3 separate regions of the Sus scrofa genome follow, and all the other regions are linked to region 2. A link is a contact called in public HiChIP or PLAC-seq and promoter capture Hi-C data. All regions are on one chromosome and are shown on one strand. Each heading gives the region's core, a stretch centred on a gene start, on an enhancer-like site or on the middle of the called end of the contact. The rest is flanking DNA. Distances are from core to core; before and after follow the strand shown. Region 1 holds the start of TBC1D1 (TBC1 domain family member 1). Region 2 holds the start of TLR6 (toll like receptor 6). Region 3 holds the start of PGM2 (phosphoglucomutase-2).

Evidence for each region. Promoter capture Hi-C pulls out the DNA fragments that hold promoters and counts their contacts. HiChIP or PLAC-seq counts read pairs in DNA pulled down with a chosen protein or histone mark.
Region 1: an H3K27ac HiChIP or PLAC-seq map of alveolar macrophages shows a contact between it and region 2. The contact joins the promoter of TBC1D1 here to the promoter of TLR6 in region 2. A contact is called at or near these places in 1 of 5 promoter capture datasets (liver) and 1 of 2 datasets of contacts at active chromatin or transcription factors (alveolar macrophages).
Region 3: a contact with region 2 is called in a promoter capture Hi-C map of liver, with 4 times the contacts expected there. The contact joins the promoter of PGM2 here to the promoter of TLR6 in region 2. A contact is called at or near these places in 1 of 5 promoter capture datasets (liver), 1 of 47 Hi-C or Micro-C datasets (embryonic fibroblasts) and 1 of 2 datasets of contacts at active chromatin or transcription factors (alveolar macrophages).

The regions. Positions count from the first base shown.
Region 1 is chr8:29,368,350-29,371,950 of Sscrofa11.1, reverse strand. TBC1D1 (TBC1 domain family member 1) reads right to left here and starts at 1,607. Exons shown (of 22, transcript XM_021101100.1): 1 at 1,018-1,607.
Region 2 is chr8:30,179,199-30,182,634 of Sscrofa11.1, reverse strand. It overlaps TLR6 (toll like receptor 6), which reads left to right and starts at 1,985. Exons shown (of 2, transcript NM_213760.2): 1 at 1,985-2,042.
Region 3 is chr8:29,305,497-29,309,006 of Sscrofa11.1, reverse strand. PGM2 (phosphoglucomutase-2) reads right to left here and starts at 1,379. Exons shown (of 14, transcript XM_003128910.4): 1 at 1,174-1,379. The coding sequence starts at 1,290.

The sequences.
Region 1 (3,601 bases), core at 358-2,857, 810 kb after region 2:
AATCCGAGGAAGAGAATGAATTTCTGCTTTCCCAGAGAAGAAGTTTTTAAATCAGGGCCTCTGCAGTTCAGCTCATGTTCAGATCAAAAAAGTTTAGAAGTCTGGTCTTGGAGAGAGAGCTGAGTTTCCTGGGTGTGACTCATTTAAACCAGGTCCTAGTAAAATGCTCTTTCAAAGTCTGATAACATCGATAAATGAAATCATCCAATGCTCTAAGAGGAGGAATGAGAGATCTGCGAAGTGAATACCCATTCATTAAAGTAGGGCACTCTGAAAATTAAACTGTTTGGTGGGAGGAATGATCATCACTTTCAATTTCCTTTTTAAGTAACTTCCACAGAATAATCTATCGTAAATGAAATCACCGCACGTAAAGCCGCCTCTAGGTGGATTTCAAAGAAAATGACATCTCTTTTAAAAACACACACACCCCCACACCTAACAACAACGACGAGCGGCGAAGTTTGAGGGGGTCTCATAATCACAGGCTGATCAGGAAGCTGCTAGAAACAATTAAGCAGGGTTTCAAAATGACTGGTACAGGATGTGCCCATAGAAAGAAATGTGCGCACGGGTGGAGCTGCCAAAGTTGCTACTGCTAAGTACCCTGAACTTTCAAAGGGCGGCCTGGGGTCACTCTGACAGCCCTCCCCTTCGTCTGGTGGCCTTACAAACACTCTAGCCCTACGGATATTTGACGCAGGGGGATGGGGGAGATGCGAGGACAGCGAGCAGGAGTGGAGGGCGGGGCAGGAGGAGGGTGCAGCTCGGAGCCCCTAGGTCCTTCGGAACTTGTAGGTTTCGCTTTCGTCCAAGTAGGGGACAACGAGGTGGTAATGAACTTCCTTCCCCGAGAGCCCCCCGCGCGGCAACGACAGCAGAAACGCCCCCGGTCTGTCGGCTTCCCGCTTTCCCGCGGGCCCCAGAGCGCAGGGGCCTGCTGGGGGTGAGGGGTGGCGGGGATGCCCGGGGAAGAGGCGACGGGGTGGCGTGGGCGAGGCCCCAGAAAACGCTTACCTGGGAGGTGGCGCGCTTAGAGCCCGGGGCTGGGCCGGGGCGCGCAGGTGCTCGGGGTCCGCCCGGGGACGGCCTGAGCGGGCGGGGCGCGCATCGTGCTCGGCGGGCGGCGCTCTTCCCGCCGCGGGGGGCAGGGAGGGCTCCCGCTTCTTTTCCTGTCCTCTGAGGACACTGCTGGTCCCGCGGCGGCTGCAGCAACAGGCACAGAGGCGCGGGGACGCCGGCGGCAGCGGCGGCGGCGGCGGCGGCGGAGGAGGAGGTGTCTGCGCGCGGCTCGCGTTTCCTCCTCCCGGCTGGGCGAGCGCGGGGAGGCGGGGGAGGCGAGGGGAGGGCAGAGCCCGGGATCTCCCAACTCGGTCCCCGGGGACCTAAGAAGGGGACGCGATGCCCCCTCCCTCCCCACTGCGTCTTGTGACTCTGCCTGAGCAGCATGGCCGGGACAGGCGAGTCTCACGCGGGCAACAGCTGCTGCAGTGCGGGTCCTCCGCGCCCTCCCTCCCCTCCCCGTCTCTCCGCTCCCCAGCCGTCCATCCTCGACCTGCCCCGACCCCAGGCCTCCAGCCCTGGCCGAGGGGAGGGTATCCGGGGTACCGCCTTACCCAGCCCCAGCGCAGGGCCTTGGCCTGCCCAACGCCTGGGTCTCCAAGGACGCGGGGCCCCGCGCGTGATTAAGGCCCTCGCGGCGGGATGTACGGTCGCACACCCTGTCCTCGGCGGCCTATTTATAGCAGGTGGCGGTGCCCGCCGCTCTCTCGGCCTGTGGGGCTCTCAGCAGGTGGCACTGCCAGCCCGCTCTTCGCTCCCCCGCCGTAGCCTGGATTCATCTTACGCTCGCCTCTCTTTCTGAAACCGACCGAGTGAAAACTGCACAGAACACAGCAAAGAGACCAAGCCACCTGGCTCTCCCCCCTGTCACCCCTTCTTCCTGTCCTAGGGTTGATAATGGCAGGGAGTGAATTGGGGGCACGGGCATCCTATGGGGCGCTGGCAGGCAAGGCTGGAAAATCAGGGACTCAGGGAGACGGCGAAGGCTTGTGTCCTCCCCTGTTAAACACCAGTAAACCCCATTTCCAAACAACTGCGGGAGTGACGCAGGGGCTAGATTGGCCGCTTTTCTCTCCCTGCGATCTCTCTCTCCTTCCCTCCCTGCGATCTCTCTCTCCCTCCCTCCCTCGCTCTTCTCTCTCCCCTCCCTAGACACACACACACTCACGCAAACACACACACACCCTCGGTATGCCTGCCCTTGAGTCAAGTTTGGGGAAGTTTCCGGCGGCCTTACGGAGTGTAAGGAGAGACTCCAGAGAGATGGCAGGCGTCTGAGAAAGGCATGCTCCTAGGATTAGAAGGCAATGTGTGGGAACCCCCCCATACCCCAAATCCATGGCCGGGTAAAGTCTGAGCAGTTTCACTCGCGGGGGTAGAGAGAGGGGCCTGAGGAAAGTGAGGGCCTTAGCACCAACTCCAGAGAAGGGTGAGTAGAGAGGGGCGCACAGGAAGAAGGAGGAGGTGGACAGGTCCCTTATCCTGTTTCTCTGAATGCTCTTATCCAGGGGAGTTATATTTAAGCGGAACGCACATGTTTTATGATTTAAACCTCATATACCATTAGCAGCTATTACACGTTGAGGGGCTAGTCTAATGCGGGCATTGTGGCAGGTATTTTGCACATATTGTCTCTAATCCTCACAAAAACTCTGCAGGGCAGAAATGACTGAATCCACTTGACTAGTGAGGAAACTAAGAGGTTATGCCTCTTGGAGGCCATGGAACCAGTAGGTTCTGGGACCTAGATCCAAAGCCCCTTTTAACACACTTTTTCTCTGGCCAGAGTGTGGCTCGTTTTTTGTTAGAACACAGATGTTTGAGTACTTAGCCTCAATCTTCTTAAAAAAAGAGGTGGGGAGCATATACAGACAAATACGCTAATGTTTAACATGTTTATTGGGTTATGGAAAGCGTTCTTCATTGGGTTATAAGACCAGGTCAGCCAGTGAAACCATGTTGTTACCTCTTGGATCACACCGTAATTATTTCACATCTCCGTCCCCAGCTCACTCGCATGGTTCTCTTTCCATCTCTGCAGCAGCACGCTGAACACACTTGCCTTTGCAGCACTGGGAGGTCAAGATAGGGCCGGACATCCCCAAACTGCCTTTCATACATGACCGGCTAGATGATGGTTGGTCGAATAACCCCGGTCAGGTCAAGGCTGGATGTTGCACACAGAACATCCTGGCCAGAACTCCCATCTATCCTGCCCTCCACCCCCTTTGCTTTTCCTTATTAACCCCTCCCACCCCCACTGCACCCACAGCCCCAGCCCCAGAATACAGGAAAGCTTAGGTACCCATAGGCAGCCAGATGGGGTGTGAATCAGGTCAAAAGGTAGGAAAGGGGGGGCGGGGAGGCAAACCCAGGCCCCATGTCTCTATTAGTATTCCCTCCTCCCACCCCACTGCTGAAATCTAACAGGTTGTAGCTCAGAGATTTACCATTTAATGACAAATGACCATTTCCCTGACCCTGTAACCTGAGTTAGGGAAGGGTCATGACCTTGTGAGAAGTAGCGATTTCTGCATCA
Region 2 (3,436 bases), core at 736-3,235:
TATTCATTATCTTCCCTAAAAATCATAAGCACTTCCACTTGATGGATGAATAAACAGAGCTTTTGAGGTTAAGCAACTTGCCCCAGGCCACACAGCCTGGACATGGCCTTGTGAGGGGTTTGCCAAGCATTGCCTGCTTGTTTGTGCCACTGCCATGCTGTCTTCCACATTACCCGATTTTGTGGGTTTTGTCATTTCCTTAAAGACATTTCTCAGAATTATAAGAGCTTCAATAAGAATCGTCCCCTTGTTCCAGAAAACCAGTGTCATCATGCAATGCCCTAATAAACGTTTGTATCCAAATACTCGCATTTTGTCACTGTGTGATGTTACCAAATCTTCAGTGATATGTGTGCGTGCGCCTGCGAGCATGTGTGCGTATTTCTTTTTCTTTTTCTTTTTTAAATTTTATGGCCACACATCTGGCATATGAAGTTCCCATATCCCTCAAATTCAGAGGGATTGACTCTGAGCCACAGCTACGACATACCCAGCAACATTCGCAGACTGGATCCTTTAATCTGCTTCCCGGGGGCCATGGATCAAACCTGTACCTCCGCAGTGATCCAAGCCACTGCAGTCAGATTCTTAACCCACAGCACCACAGCAGGAACTCTTGTGTGCATGTTTCTTAAAGACTTTGGTCCAGTGTTGCCTGAAATTCCCCAAAGCCGTAGCTGATTCCTTTCTGCTCTGCCTGGTTCACAAAGCTGGTTTCCCAGCGTCCCAGACACCAGCCCTCTCTAGCTGACCCTTCTGCTCATTCAGCAGAGACCATCCACTCCTTGCTGACCGCCCCTGACCCCGGATCTTAGAAGGCTTCCCGTTAGGTTTGATGAGTAAGAATGAATAGTAAGAAGCTGGCCTTTCTCTTCCTTCTGAAAGCAGAAGTGATTCTTACCCCTGTGTTGTGAGTCGGACTGCGGAGTTTTACTTTGATTTTTTTAATGATGAGATAATGCCAGACAGTGGAATTAACTGTCGAATGATTATTTCAGATGTTCAGTTCTTTACAGAACCTCAATTAAAGAAAAGTCTTGGAAATAGGGTATCCTGGCCGGATGTGTCTGGTTAACCAGACATTCTCTTTTTGTGTCATTAAACTTGATATTGTTCTAAAATTATTCCAAATGACCTTTAAAAATTGATTTTTAGGAGCTCCCCTCGTGGTGCAGCTGAAGCGAATCCGACAAGAAACCATGAGGTTGTGGGTTCGATCCCTGGCTTTGCTCAGTGGGTTAACGATCCGGTGTTGCCATGAGCTGTGGTGTAGGTCGCAGACATGACTCGGATCCCGCCTTGCTGTGGCTCTGGCTCTGGCCGGTGGTTACAGCTCCGATTCGACCCCTAGCCTGGGACTCTCCATATGCCGCGAGAGCGGCCCTAGAAAAGGCAAAAAGACACACCCCCCCAAAAAATTGATTTTTAATTAGGCTCGTAGGATCTCAGGGTTATTTATTATTCTAGAATTGAGAATGAAAACATCTAAAAATGCCAAAATGTTGGTCAGAACTTGGAGAAATAGGATGCAATTTCCTGAACTATCCCTGAAAGTTGATTATAAAATCAACAACAATAAAAAACCCAGTTCTCGAACGTAAGAGTATTTTATTGTGAAGTATCTAAAATAATGCTCCAAAATTTCTTGATAATAGTATTTTCAATTATTTTGGAAATATTAAATATGGTGATAATAGAAACAAGGCAAAATTGAATAACTTTCCATTATGGTGATAATTTAAGTCAGCCTGCAAAACTCTTACAGATGTATATTATCTTAGAAAAACATTTTTCTTCACACTTTGTCATAAGCTGCATGTTCATATGAATTTAAAAATTTGATTACTGTTTTAGTCTGTAGCCCAGTAAAACCTGCTTCACACGTGACCTTCGAAGGGGCAATTTGTAGGCAGGAGTAATTCTAGTAATGTCCGACAGATGGCACAAAACAGTTTCTATGGTATTGCTTTACTTAAAGTAAGGACTTGCATTTTCTTCTCCTCCGAGGAAAAGTTATTTCCTCTTCTGAGAAAGAAATCTTGGTAAGTGAAAAGGTTTTTGTGGCTTTTTCAAATTCTGGAATCATTACTTCAAATAATCAAGAAAATGCTAACGATTGTGCAGGAAATAGGTAACGTTTCTTTGAAGTTTTTGCAAAATGACTTTCAGGTTTTTTAGTTTTGCTTTTGAATGTTGCAAATGTCCTTTAAATAATACAAGAACGATAAAGATACGGCTATATTGAAAGATATCAAAATAACGAGCTCTTGTCATAGTTAAGGAAAATAACTAAAATGCTTTTTCTTTCCTCTGTTTTTGTCTCTTACATTTTCTCTTTTCACTTTTTCCTAGTTCCTTGTTTTTAGTAACGTTTAGTTTGTGGCGCTAATATGGCACCTATCAAATGTTATGTATTTTTATAGTAGATACGAGTGTTTGATCCTCCCTGTCACATGGTTCTATAATTGTTTATTTGTGTCTGTCACTAATTTACAAGCTTTTGAAAGCAGGAATTATGCCGATGCTATTGATATTTAGGTCCCTAGCTAAGGTCCACTTCAGTGCTGTCACATACTACACCCTGAATAAACATTTATTAACGGAGGAAGTGGCAGAACTGGCCCAGGACTTGCCTTACTCAACTTTCTCACCTAAACTCTAACAAATAAAGCAGTATTTCTCTAGCATATTTGTTGATTTGCTCAGGAATTGCACGGTGTTTTTTCGGTTTTTCCTTTTTCAGGGTTTCAATTTTCATAGATTCTATCCATCATCCTTTTTCCCCCCTTGATATAGAGCCTCCTCTGTCTCCCCCCTCACCGCCCTTTCATTTGATGCATTAAAGGAAAAACAAAACACCTTTTACCTTTTATCTTTTTTCACTTCCTTTTTTTTAAAAAAAGTGAACTCTCTAATCTTCCGCTCTCATTTCCCTTCTTTCTCTCCTTTACAAAGACATTAAAGCATAGTTGATTTACAATGTTGTGTCCATTTCTGCTGTACAGCAGAGTGACCCAGTCATACATATATGTATAGATTTTTTTTCTCCTATCATCTTCAATCATGTTCTGTTGCAAGACGCTGGGTAAGAGTTCCCTGCGCTGTGCAAGTAGGACTTCATTGCTTAAGTAGAGAAGCTCCGGGCTTAAATGTAAACACTAGGAAGCGCCTGAGGGTATAAATGACTGGGGAGGAATATTAATGTTTTGGAGGCAGGGTGATAGAAGGGAGGCTGAACAACTTTCCCACCTAGTGCTAAGTTTCAGTACCCTGAACACACACACCGTCCAGAAACCACTGAGTGGGTTCGCTCTCAGGGATGTCAATTACCTAGTACCACGTGAAAGACGTTCTCTCTCTCTTTATACAAATAACATAAGTGCATTTCTTTAAATATAAAGTATTTTTAGGAGTTCCTGTCATGGCTCAGCAGTAG
Region 3 (3,510 bases), core at 130-2,629, 870 kb after region 2:
CCTGGCCCCTGCACACCGGGCTTGCACCCTCCCTCATGACTCAAACACTTCATGTCTCTCCTGTGGGTACTGCACTGTGCAGGCCGGTGGACCATGGAGGCTAGTGACGGAGTGAGCACCGCCAGCTATGCAATTTGTTGAGGTCTAGTGCAAAAAACAAAAAAAGAGAGAGAGAGACCCTTTATTCAAAATCTTTTAAAGATTTCAAAGCAGGGGAGCAGAGTATTAACCTAAGTGCTGAGCCCTGGGAGGAGAACCAGTCCTATGCAGGGATCTCATGCTTTGAGGTCAGCCCTGGAGACAGACATGAAACAAAGCCACATGCAAGTGGTTTTGTTTTGGGCCAAGCGCAGGACGTGCTATGAGGGGAAAAAAAGAGTCCACTGGGGGAGAGTATTCAAGAGAAATAATTTATCACTGAGAGCCAGGGAAGGCCTCTCTACACGACTCCGCCCGGAAATATGAGTAAGGCCAAGAGTTCAGTGGAAGAGAGCAGAGGCGAACTTTCCTGGAATACAAACAGCCTGCGTGAGGAACAAGCAGGAATCGAGAGACAAAGGAGAGAGGGAGTGGTGGCCAGTCAGAGCTGGGTCCATGACGCCCTCTTCTCTAGCACCTCAGAGGGTGAAGAATGGCAAGGGCTGCTGTGTCTCAGGGCTACCCCTCTTCTCAGCAAAAAGCCAGGCGGGCCCGAGCGGGAGCCCATGTCTGCAACCCAGCACCTGGCAAGTGCTGCTGTCAAGTTCCCAGGAGCCGCAGGAAGAGGAACAATGCTGGGTCGGTGGGGGATGCACCGCCGAGTGCAGAGAACAAGCCCGGTCCGAGGGGCAGGAACAGGTGCTTGTCTCAATTAGACAACACCCCCAGAGCCCGGCCGCGTGCTGACCAACCCGGCTCGCTCCCAGCCTCATGAACGTGTGATCCCGGCCCGCCAGACGTCTGGTTTTGTCCCGGGACAACTTCTCCCGGTCAAACTTCCAATCTGCCACGGCGTCCGCCTGCTCGGTCTTCCGGTGGCACCGGAGCGGCCCCGCCGGGGTGGGAGGGGAGGGAATGAAAGAAGCGGCGACACCGACCCGCACTCGCGGCAGGAAAGGCGGCTCCGAGCCAGGAGAGCGGGAGGAGGGCCCCGCACCTCCTCCGGGCGCTCCCAGCCCACCTGGCGCCCCTCACCTTGTCCCATCGCAGCCACCGGGTCGTCTCCTGGTCCAGCCGGGCGTCCACGCTGGGGCCGCCGCTTCCCGGAGTCGCGGTTACCGCCATCGCCGCTGTATCTGCCGTCGCTTCCATCCCCGCGCTACCACCACCAAGTTCAGGAGGCGGCGAGACGGTCCTTCCGGCAGGGCGGGGAGAGGCGGGGCGGGGCCGGAGGATCGGCTCCGGAGCCAGTGGCGTCGGCCGGAAAATGACGCGCAGGCCCGGGAGCACGCCTCCGGGAACGCGCAGCACCTCCCACCCCGGCACCTGCTCTCAGCCCGGCAGACCTTTAGGGGGTGCGGTTGGAAGGGACTCTGCTGTTTTTACCGGCCTCTCTGAAAGCTCCAGGGTCACCCTCATTCACAGATCTACAGTTGACCTGGAATGCACATTTATTTGTCAAGTGATTTGGGGAAGGGTCTAGGCTCCCCCGGCTCCCCAACACACACACTGGCTATCCAGTTGACCTAGCACCACTGATTGAAAATAAAGTCTTTTTCCTTTGTTCTGCAGTGCTATCTCTGAAATAAATGAACTGTCCCTATAGGTGTAGTGGGTTTGTTTGGTTGGTTGGTTTGGTTTTTGGCTGCTCCTGCACACGTTCCTGGGCCAAGGATTGAACCCCCTGCCACAGCAGGGACCCAAGCCACTGCAGTGACAAGGCCAGATCCTGAACCCACTATGCTCCAAGAGAACTCCTCAGTGTTTTTTGTTTGTTTTCTGCTTGTTGTTGTTTTAAATTCTGCCCAACCTTTTTTAAATTGTTTAGAATTGTAGTCAATTTACAATGTCGTGCCAATTTCCGCTGTACAACAAAGTGACCCAGTCATACATATATACATTCCCTTTCTTAAATTGTCTTCCATCATGGTCTCTCTCAAAAGATTAGATATAGTCCCCTGTGCTATAGAGTAGACCCTCATTGCTTATCCATTCTAAATGGAATAGTTTGCATCTTCATGTAGTGTTTTCTTCGTCTTTTTTTCTAAATGAAAGTATATTTGCTGTGCAATATTAAACGTATAGGTGTACAATATAGTGATTCACAACTGTTAAAGGTTGAAACCCATTTATAGTTGTTTTAAAATATTGACTGTATCCTCCATGATGTACAATGCATCCATGTAACCTATCTTACATGCAGTAGTTTGTACCTCTTACTCCCAACCTCTCTACTGCTCCTCCCCCCACTCCCCACTGGTAACTACTAGTTTGTTCTCTATATGTGTGAGTCTGCTTAGTTTTTGTTATATTCACCAGTTTATTGTATTTTTTAGATCCCACATATAGGTTATATTGTACAGTATGTGTCCTTCTCTGACTTATTTCACTTAACATAATGCCCTCCAAGTCCATCCATGTTGCTGCAAATAGCAATTTTTCATTTTTTACGGCTGAGTAGTATTCCATTTATACATGATGTAGATTTGTTTCTGGACTCTCCATGCTGTTCCATGATCTATTTATCTAAGAGTGAAAGGTAAAACAAACTTCTGAAAACTAGTAAAGAGTACGTCTTCATGACCTTGGGTTCGCTGAAGCCATAAAGGAGATGCATGCAGTGAACATGTAAAGGTATGTGCAAGAATGTCTTCGGCAGCATTTTTTATAATAGCCCCAAACTGGAAACAACCCAGTTGGACAAATGTCCATCAACGCTATAATAGATAGGCATTCCCATTGTGGCTCAGCAGGTTAAGAAACTGACTACTATCCATAAGGATGTGGGGTTCAATCCCTGTCCTTGCTCAGTGAGTTAAGGATCTGGTGTTGCCACAAGCTGTGGCATAGGTCACAGATGCAGCTTGGATCTGGCATTACTGTGACCTTGGCAGAGGCTGGAAGCTGCAGCTCTGATTCCACCTCTGGCCCTGGAACTTCCATATGCCACAGGTGTGACCATAAAAAGAAGAAAAGAAAAGAAGAAAAAACAATATCATGGATAACTACATCATAGCATATTCATGTATCAATATAAATTATGTATATTCATACAGCAGTGAAAATGAACTATTATACACATCATGGATGAGTTTCACAAACATTACACCGACTGAAAGAAGCCAGTCCTTTCTTCCTGTTGGGCCCCTACCCCCAAATCTTGGATCATTCCATGTGTATGAAATTCTAGAAAAGGTAAAAATATAGAGACAGAAAACATATCAGTGGTTTATAAGAACTGGAGGTGGGGAAAGGGGCTGACTACAAGGATCACAAGGGAATTTGGGGTTGATGGAATTGTTCTGTATCTTGGCTGTGGTTGTGATAAAACAATTCTACATGTTCATCAAAACTTATAGAACTGTACATGCT